Regions from separate parts of the Macaca fascicularis genome. Here region 2 is linked to region 1. The links are chromatin contacts, called in public Hi-C maps. All regions are on one chromosome and are shown on one strand. The core of a region is the stretch at or near the end of the contact, and the rest is flanking DNA. Distances in the headings are between cores, read along the strand shown.

Evidence for each region. Hi-C and Micro-C count contacts between places; a contact is called where the count stands out from the background.
Region 2: a contact with region 1 is called in a Hi-C map of liver, with 3 times the contacts expected there. The contact joins the promoter of ZFP36L1 here to the enhancer-like site in region 1. A contact is called at or near these places in 2 of 2 Hi-C or Micro-C datasets (liver and skeletal muscle).

What each region holds. Positions count from the first base shown.
Region 1 is chr7:136,140,404-136,143,851 of T2T-MFA8v1.1, reverse strand. All of the region lies in intron 8 of RAD51B (RAD51 paralog B), which reads right to left. Among named protein-coding and RNA genes, the nearest start is that of RAD51B, 420 kb to the right of the region's middle. Within about 2 kb of position 1,786, at least 1 of the 6 cell types and tissues checked has an H3K27ac peak or open chromatin away from gene starts, as enhancers often do.
Region 2 is chr7:136,682,904-136,686,534 of T2T-MFA8v1.1, reverse strand. ZFP36L1 (ZFP36 ring finger protein like 1) reads left to right here and starts at 2,173. Exons shown (of 2, transcript XM_045396605.2): 1 at 2,173-2,358. The coding sequence starts at 2,302. It overlaps LOC123574576 (a long non-coding RNA gene), which reads right to left and starts at 161. Exons shown (of 4, transcript XR_010588527.2): 1 at 3-161.

The DNA of each region.
Region 1 (3,448 bases), core at 537-3,036:
GGAAAACAGCTGTACACTTACACCCATTCTTCCTCCTTTTACAACACTGTCCTGGGGATCAATTAGAAACATACATGAAGGCATTTGGTAACTATAAAGCACTCTGCAGCACCCTGAAGACCATTTCCCTTACTATATTATTCTCTTTTTGCAGTTATGGCTGCCATTTATATGTATGTGGCTTTCTGTATTTAACTTGTCCTGGAGTGCTAGTGATCATTCTTAAATAAGTGCTTTCAGGGCTAAAAAAAGTATTAAAAAGGCAAATGTGCAAGTATGTCATGCAACATGTAAAAAAAAATCCCCCAAATAGACAAATCAAGAAATAGCATTACAGTTTAAAATTAGATTATTCCAAGTGTTTCTCCTTAAAATTGTGTCCCATTGAGAATGGTAAGCCATCTTGATTAGCTGTTTCTACTAAAATTAGTATATTCACGAAAGTTCTTAAAATTACAGGGAATCTGAACTGAACTTTCCTTCTTGTGGGCAGAGCCTTCCATTGTGATAAACCAGGCATCAGGAAATAGTTTTTCATTTCCATTCCTGCACTAACTAGCAATGTAACTTTAAGCAATTTCAGTTTCCGAATGGGCAATAAGTCAGGGGTAAACAAAATAACCATGCCTTCCAGTTCTATGATGACAAGTTGTTGTTCTGCTTTTGATAGCAAAATTTAAAGAAAATTCAAAATCAGTGATAGACTAGCTATAATGTAATTTTCAGAAATGTCCTACAAGTTATATAAATTTTCAGTCACAGGATAGAAAAGACAGCATTAGGTGAGATGGCCACTGTAGCATGGGTGTGTTTGTGTCCTTTATCAGAACTTAGAGCTGCTCAGAAACCACTGCGGGCTAAAACAAACAGGCTGCAAGAAAGTGCTTACCCAGCCACCTACCTGGCCTTTCAAAATTGCAAAGAAAGACTACTTCCACTTAGCTCTGAAAACACCCTTTGCTCTTTTTAGTAATATTTTTAACAATGCCAAGAAAAGAACTCTATTTATCCAGATTTCCTCTCTCCTTAGAAATGTCAACATTGCTCGGGAGTACAGCAAAAAACAGCCTGGAGTTTTCATGATGTGAATGTGAGACCAAAGTCACACTGTGGAGAGATTAAACTTGGAACACGATTGCCAGTAAAGAAGATAACTCATGCCTAGAAAAAGCCCAGCTGGTGACTTCTGTTACAGAATTCACAACCACACTGGGTTCACAAGCCCTTCTTCCCATATGGAAGCCCCCTTTTCTTAAATGTCCCAGATTCTCTCTCCTTTAGGTTGATGGCAGTGCCTCTTCTCATAAAAGTGCTCAGCTTTGCTCCATCTCCCTGGTTTGTACAAACCCTGGCATATTTTGGCCTGGAAGATTTAGTCCTTTTCTTTCTCCTGTCTACTGGAACTTCTACCCTCTTTTGTCTAAAAGATTTTTTTTTCAAGTCTTTCCAATAATCTGCTGGAGGCCACAGAGACAGATCTAATCATGGTTCTCATCAATCTTTCTCCGCTGGCCAAACAGAGCCAGGAGGCTACATGGAAGGATGCTGAATTCTTTTTTCTCCCTCAAAATGTACTTCTGTTCAGGGAGTTCGGGCCCACTGTGTGTTCCTGGGAGCTAACATTTCCTGGGGAATGTTTAGGGATTTCACATTTACCCTAAACAAAATAACATATAAAACTTTAAGTCTAAATTCCACAGAGCTTTTTAAAAGGAGGGGCCTTGTCTCTCCTTGGCTTACAGCAGCCCTGAAGGCTTGCTGTATCTCATTCATTTTGGCCATTTTCCAGAGCAGCTGACAAACTGAAAATAAGCACACTGCTCTCTCCCCTCCTTCACTCCCCACACTACCTTCCCCTGCTCCTGACAACCACCACTCCTCACACACACAGATCCATGAGGGTCAGGCTCGTTCTCAGAATAATGTAGAGGTGAACACCACCTCCACCTCATTGCTCAGACTTTAATACGGATCTTGAACAGTCTTGGTTTGGGATTTCAAATGTAAGTCATTCTTGGCCTAAATCAGATTGTGGGATTAGAGCCCTATTCAAACTTGTGAGAGCAGGAATTCGCCTTTTAGGGATATGTGTCTAAAGTCATAAATCGCCTTGGAGACATGCCCACCTCCACTTCTAAACTGCCTCTGAGTCTCCGTCCTTTTAGATAAGCAACAGGAAAAGAGATATAAGGTAACTTATGTTGCATGATTTGAACCAAATATTGGAGGCAGGCCTCTCTGTTCTTGGGAAGCTCTGGTGGAAAGCTGACTTGAAAGGAGGATGTAACAAAGCATCACACAGTAGCAGATCCTACCAATATCATACAAATCTAAGTGACAGGCTTCCAGTAGGAACCCAGGGCCCCAACATAAGGCACCACTTCCATGTATTACTAATACATCATGAATCTGATCAACCACAGTTGCAAGTCTATTTGACTCAGAATTTAGCAGCAGCTCCAGTTCCCCAAATTAGTGAGGAGAAGATAGGCATTCAGCTTACAAAGTTTTCCAATAAGAACCACTATCTTTGAAGTACACCCCAATTTGTTGGACCCCACCATGGCTGGGCCCCCTCTAGATCACAATACAAACTCCTAGACCAGGACAGGGCCTAACTGGTCTGGAGGAGATGGAGGAGACAATGAGGACATAGATCATGGTTTTGCCTAGATGTTTTCCCCTTGGTATCAATCAACATATCTGAGCTAGTTAGTGTTAGGGCATTCTTTAACCTTCCTTCCAAAAGAAACATCATGGGCCTTTTCTACCATGCCATTCATCTACCCAAATGTTAGGACATTATTTTCTTTATGAAGTATGTGATTAATTGCCAAGACAACACCTGTGTCTTGCCATTTTTGTTATGGGAAAGTCTAACAAATCCATGTACAAGACTACCCAGAAATTACCCACCCAGGGGCTTGGAATGCAGTGTGACCAAAGGCATTTCCAGAGAGCTCACAGGACACAATGGCCATGCATGGGTGGATTTGCTGGATGGATCAGATAAACCAGCCACAACTTTTCCATCTTTTGTTTCGATTCCTTCCACTAGATTGGCCTTGTTACCAATACCGATGCCAAGACTACCAATTGCTTGCAACAAAGAATTGTTGTTAACCCCTATCCACTGTTTCATTCACTCTAATTATTTTCTAACAGTACAATGGCTTCAAAAAGCCTCCAACTGTCCAGCAGACACTATGGGCCAGAGGAATCACTGAACACAAGCAGCCTATCAATAGAAGACAATACTGAAGCAGCTTCTGTCTGGATGTTTGCTCCATCTTCTCTGAAACAATGGGAGAGAGAGCTCAGGAGAATAAAAAGGAAGTCCTGCCCTACAGATCTATTGTTTGTCTGCCAATGCTGTATCTGTTCCAAGTTCTTGGGCGTATCCTTCACCACTCCCAAATACAGGAAAAAGCCTCGATTTCCTAGGAAA
Region 2 (3,631 bases), core at 924-3,423, 540 kb before region 1:
ACCTTGTGGTTTCAACGCGCACCCTGCTCTGTCCTGAAATCTGGAACTCATTACCTCATCACCAAGAAACTGCACGAAATCTTCCCCCCCGCCCCAACACGCACTTGGGCTGGGAAAAGAACGAGCAAACATCCCTGTAAGAAAGAAACCCACACTTGAATGATTTAAATTAAGGTGGATGGAAGTTATTTCCCTTTCTGGCGCTTGCCAGATTTCAAGAAAAGCTGAAAAATGGGAGCAGGGGGAGGGAAGCAACAGGCGGCTGCAGGGCAGCAGCCGGATTAAAGTGGGGGCCATCCATTTCAGGCAGAGGAGACGAACGAAAGTCGACGCCGCTGGGATCATGTAGGTTCGTGGCTGCAGCAAACGTTGTGTTTGGCAAAGTTGAAAAACAACCGGTTTCTCAAACAGTTGTGATTTGGAAGGTTTCGCTGGGGTTGCCCAGATGTTGATGAATAAATAAGAAATGCATTAAAAAAAAAAAAAAAAAGTGTGTGTTGGGGGTGGTGAGAGTGTGACTCGAGCGCTCTCTTCTGCCCGCCCCGTCCTTTCCAAAGAAACGTGCTCATGATGGGGTGACCTAATTACATCGCAATGGAACTCAATCTTAGCCACACCAGCACCGGGTTTCGTAACAGACTCGGCGGCCTCGAGTGCTGGGAAGAAACGTGCGAGGGCCGAGGGGGCGGCGGGGCCCGCGTGGAAATCGGAAAAAAGCGCAGCCCTGCGACTTCCGCCCGGGTCATCACACCAGCACTCGGGCCAAGGCGCAAGGGGCGGGTGGGGGACACGATAACTTTTTATTTGGGTGGGTGGCATCCAAACCTAACAGTATATATTTTATCATTTTCAAGGGAGTCATGCTCCATTGCGGGCCCTTCGGTTTCGTGGCTCCCATGCCCCCCACTCCACCTCCCGCCAAAACGGCGCAGCGTGACAAGCCATACGTTCCACTCCCGTGGGGGCGAGAGAGAAGTAACAAGTTTAAAGTGCCGTCTCCGTCCACCTCTTTACCTTCATTCTTACCAAAGTAACCTTTTTTCATTGTTCTAGAGTCTTGAGGTGTGTGGGGGGAGGATGGAGGAGGAGGGAGGGTTGTGGCGCCGCCTAGAATTCAGAGCGCGCGTGGAAAGTAGTGAGTTAGTTGCTCGGTGGGCTTTTTCTGGGAGGAAGGGGCATTCAGGAAGGATTAGGGTTTTCTTGACTAAAGTATAAAGATTGGATGCGTGAAAAGAAACGCCACGCCTAGGCCTGGTAAAACAATCGGCCCTGGTTGTGGTCTTTTTTTGCGACCCCCCCCACCCGCCCACACCCGGAGAGCGCCGGCTGCAAAGCGAGCGCGAGTATCGACGCGTGCGGCGCGCTAAACTGTGCCGCGCTCGCCCCCGCCAGGCCGTGTCCTCCTGGGGGAAAAAGTTTCCCTATTCCCCCCCGCACCGCGCCCCACCCTACGCCCCGCTGGAAAAAAAAACAGCAACATAAAATCCTAGACTTGAACGTTCTGTGCGTCCCAAATTTCTAATGTCCTCGGCCTGCCGGGTTTGCGGAGGGGAGGCGAGTGTAGAAGAGAAGTCGGGAAAAGGTAAGTTGTGCAGACACTTGGGGAAGTTTCAAGGGGATCACCAGCTCAAGATGGAAACCACGGACCGGGCGCTAAGGACGGGCTTCAGCTCCCGCTGGCAAAAAGAGAAAGTCGAGCCTGCCTTCCTGCCCAACAAAAAACAACAACACGACAACAAGAACCCCGGAGGGAGTGGAATGAGTGACGTCACAGCCGCGCTCTGAGGCTGACAAAGGAGGGGGCGCGCCCCTCCCGCTCTGCGCCCGCGCAGCCCCGGAGAGGGGCGCCTGAAGCGCGGGGTAGGGAAGTCAGCCGACTCGAAACTTTTCCTCTTTAAGAAAAAAAAAAGTTGTGCGCGGCTCGGAGTGGGTTTTTTTTTTTTTTTTTTTTCCGCCTTCTTTTCTCGTCTCCCCTCCCCCTTCTTCCTTTTGAAAGTTTCTTCTCCTCCCCCTGCCCCCCCCCTCCCCGCCTGACCGCATGGCTGATTCAACTCCAGTGTCAATCAACTTCTTTTTCCTCCTCTTCCTCATTTAAATAAGTTTAAAGCTCCTCCTCCCCCCGGCCCACCAAATCTGAAACTTTATAAATTGGGCTTTGCGCGCCCCAGCCCCGGAGTCAGAAAGGCGAGGGGCGCCGGGAACTGGCGTGTGGGACTCCAGACAGGAGAGGCTGCGCCTTCCCCGCATCGGGACCTTCGCGACACACCAGATCCTCGCCCCTGGCCCGCGCGAGCGCACAGAATGACCACCACCCTCGTGTCTGCCACCATCTTCGACTTGAGCGAAGTTTTATGCAAGGTAAAGGGGGGCGGAGCGTTTGCTTTTCAAAAAGTCTTTTTCTTTTGCCTTAAAATATAATCCCCAAAAGTTTGGGTCTTGGAAGGCAGTGGGGTAGGTGGTGCAGCGAGATGATTCTTTTCTCCTCCCGCATTTCTCCCAAGTTTGAAGGAATTTGGCCTCGTCCTTCCCACCCTTTGAGTTTCAACAGTTCCTGGCGGGGATTACATGTGAATCTGGAGGCCAGGGTTTTGAGGGGCGAAGTTTGCCTGGCAGGGCAGCCCGGAGGCCTCGGGGGGAGGGCTGAGATTGGGACAAGTTTTGGGCGATTCTTTTTTACGTAACGTGCTGCTGGATCCCAGGTTCGCTGGTCTGATCGGGTTCCCAGTGTGCGTCCTAGGTCTGTCCAGCAGCATTACCCACCCGTGGGGTTGGGAGTGGGAGATCCCTCGGGGAAGTGAGTCTCGGGACGTTGTTTTCCTCCACTCTTTGCGGGGTGCTGGGGCTATGCGAGGAAGAAAGGCCAAGTTGTGATTCAAAAAGATGTTGCAGAACAAGTTTGCAGTGGGGCTTGAGTCCGCCCTAGCTCCGTTGGGCTTCTTCCCGCGATAGCCGATCGTGCAGCAAACTTTGGGGTGAAAGAGGCATTCAGGTTGACCCGCTTACCTGTGTTGCAGAGGCATTGCGGTTCGTCGATTGCGGCGGGGGGTGGGGGGAGGATGGGGGGGAGGATGGGGGGGCGGGTGGCGACGAAATGCTGGCTTGAACTCAAGAGTCCCGCGAGTAAGGATTTAATGGGGGCCTCCTTAAAACATGTTGCTTGTCAGCCAGTGTTGAAAAAGCAAGTTTTAAGCTCGGAATGTTCCAGGACTGCGGTTTAAATATACATAGCAAAAGCCTACGGATGTTGTTAAATTTCTTTCCAACCTCCCCCTCCCAATTTGAAAGGGTGAAGCTGCTGGGCTACTTTTTAATTGCTGAAGTGTTCTGCCTTCTCTTAACACGTCGGGTCATGTTGCTCTGTTTTCCCAGCTTGCTGCTCCTGTTGGTGCAGCTGCCAACGCCCCAGGGCTTCAGGGTTGGGGTGCAGGGACGCCGAGGAGCTGAAGAGTAACTTTAAAAAAGTTTGAATTTTTCAGCTTCCTTCCTTCCCTGCACATTCCCAAACTCCACTTGCCGGCCCGGCTGCCAGAGCTCCCCAACACTTCTTCCTTCTTTTCTCGACTCTCCTGGCTCTTTGATCTATTTCTTTCTTTGGCCCCCTCCCCCCTCAGGACTTTTTAAATGAACCTCA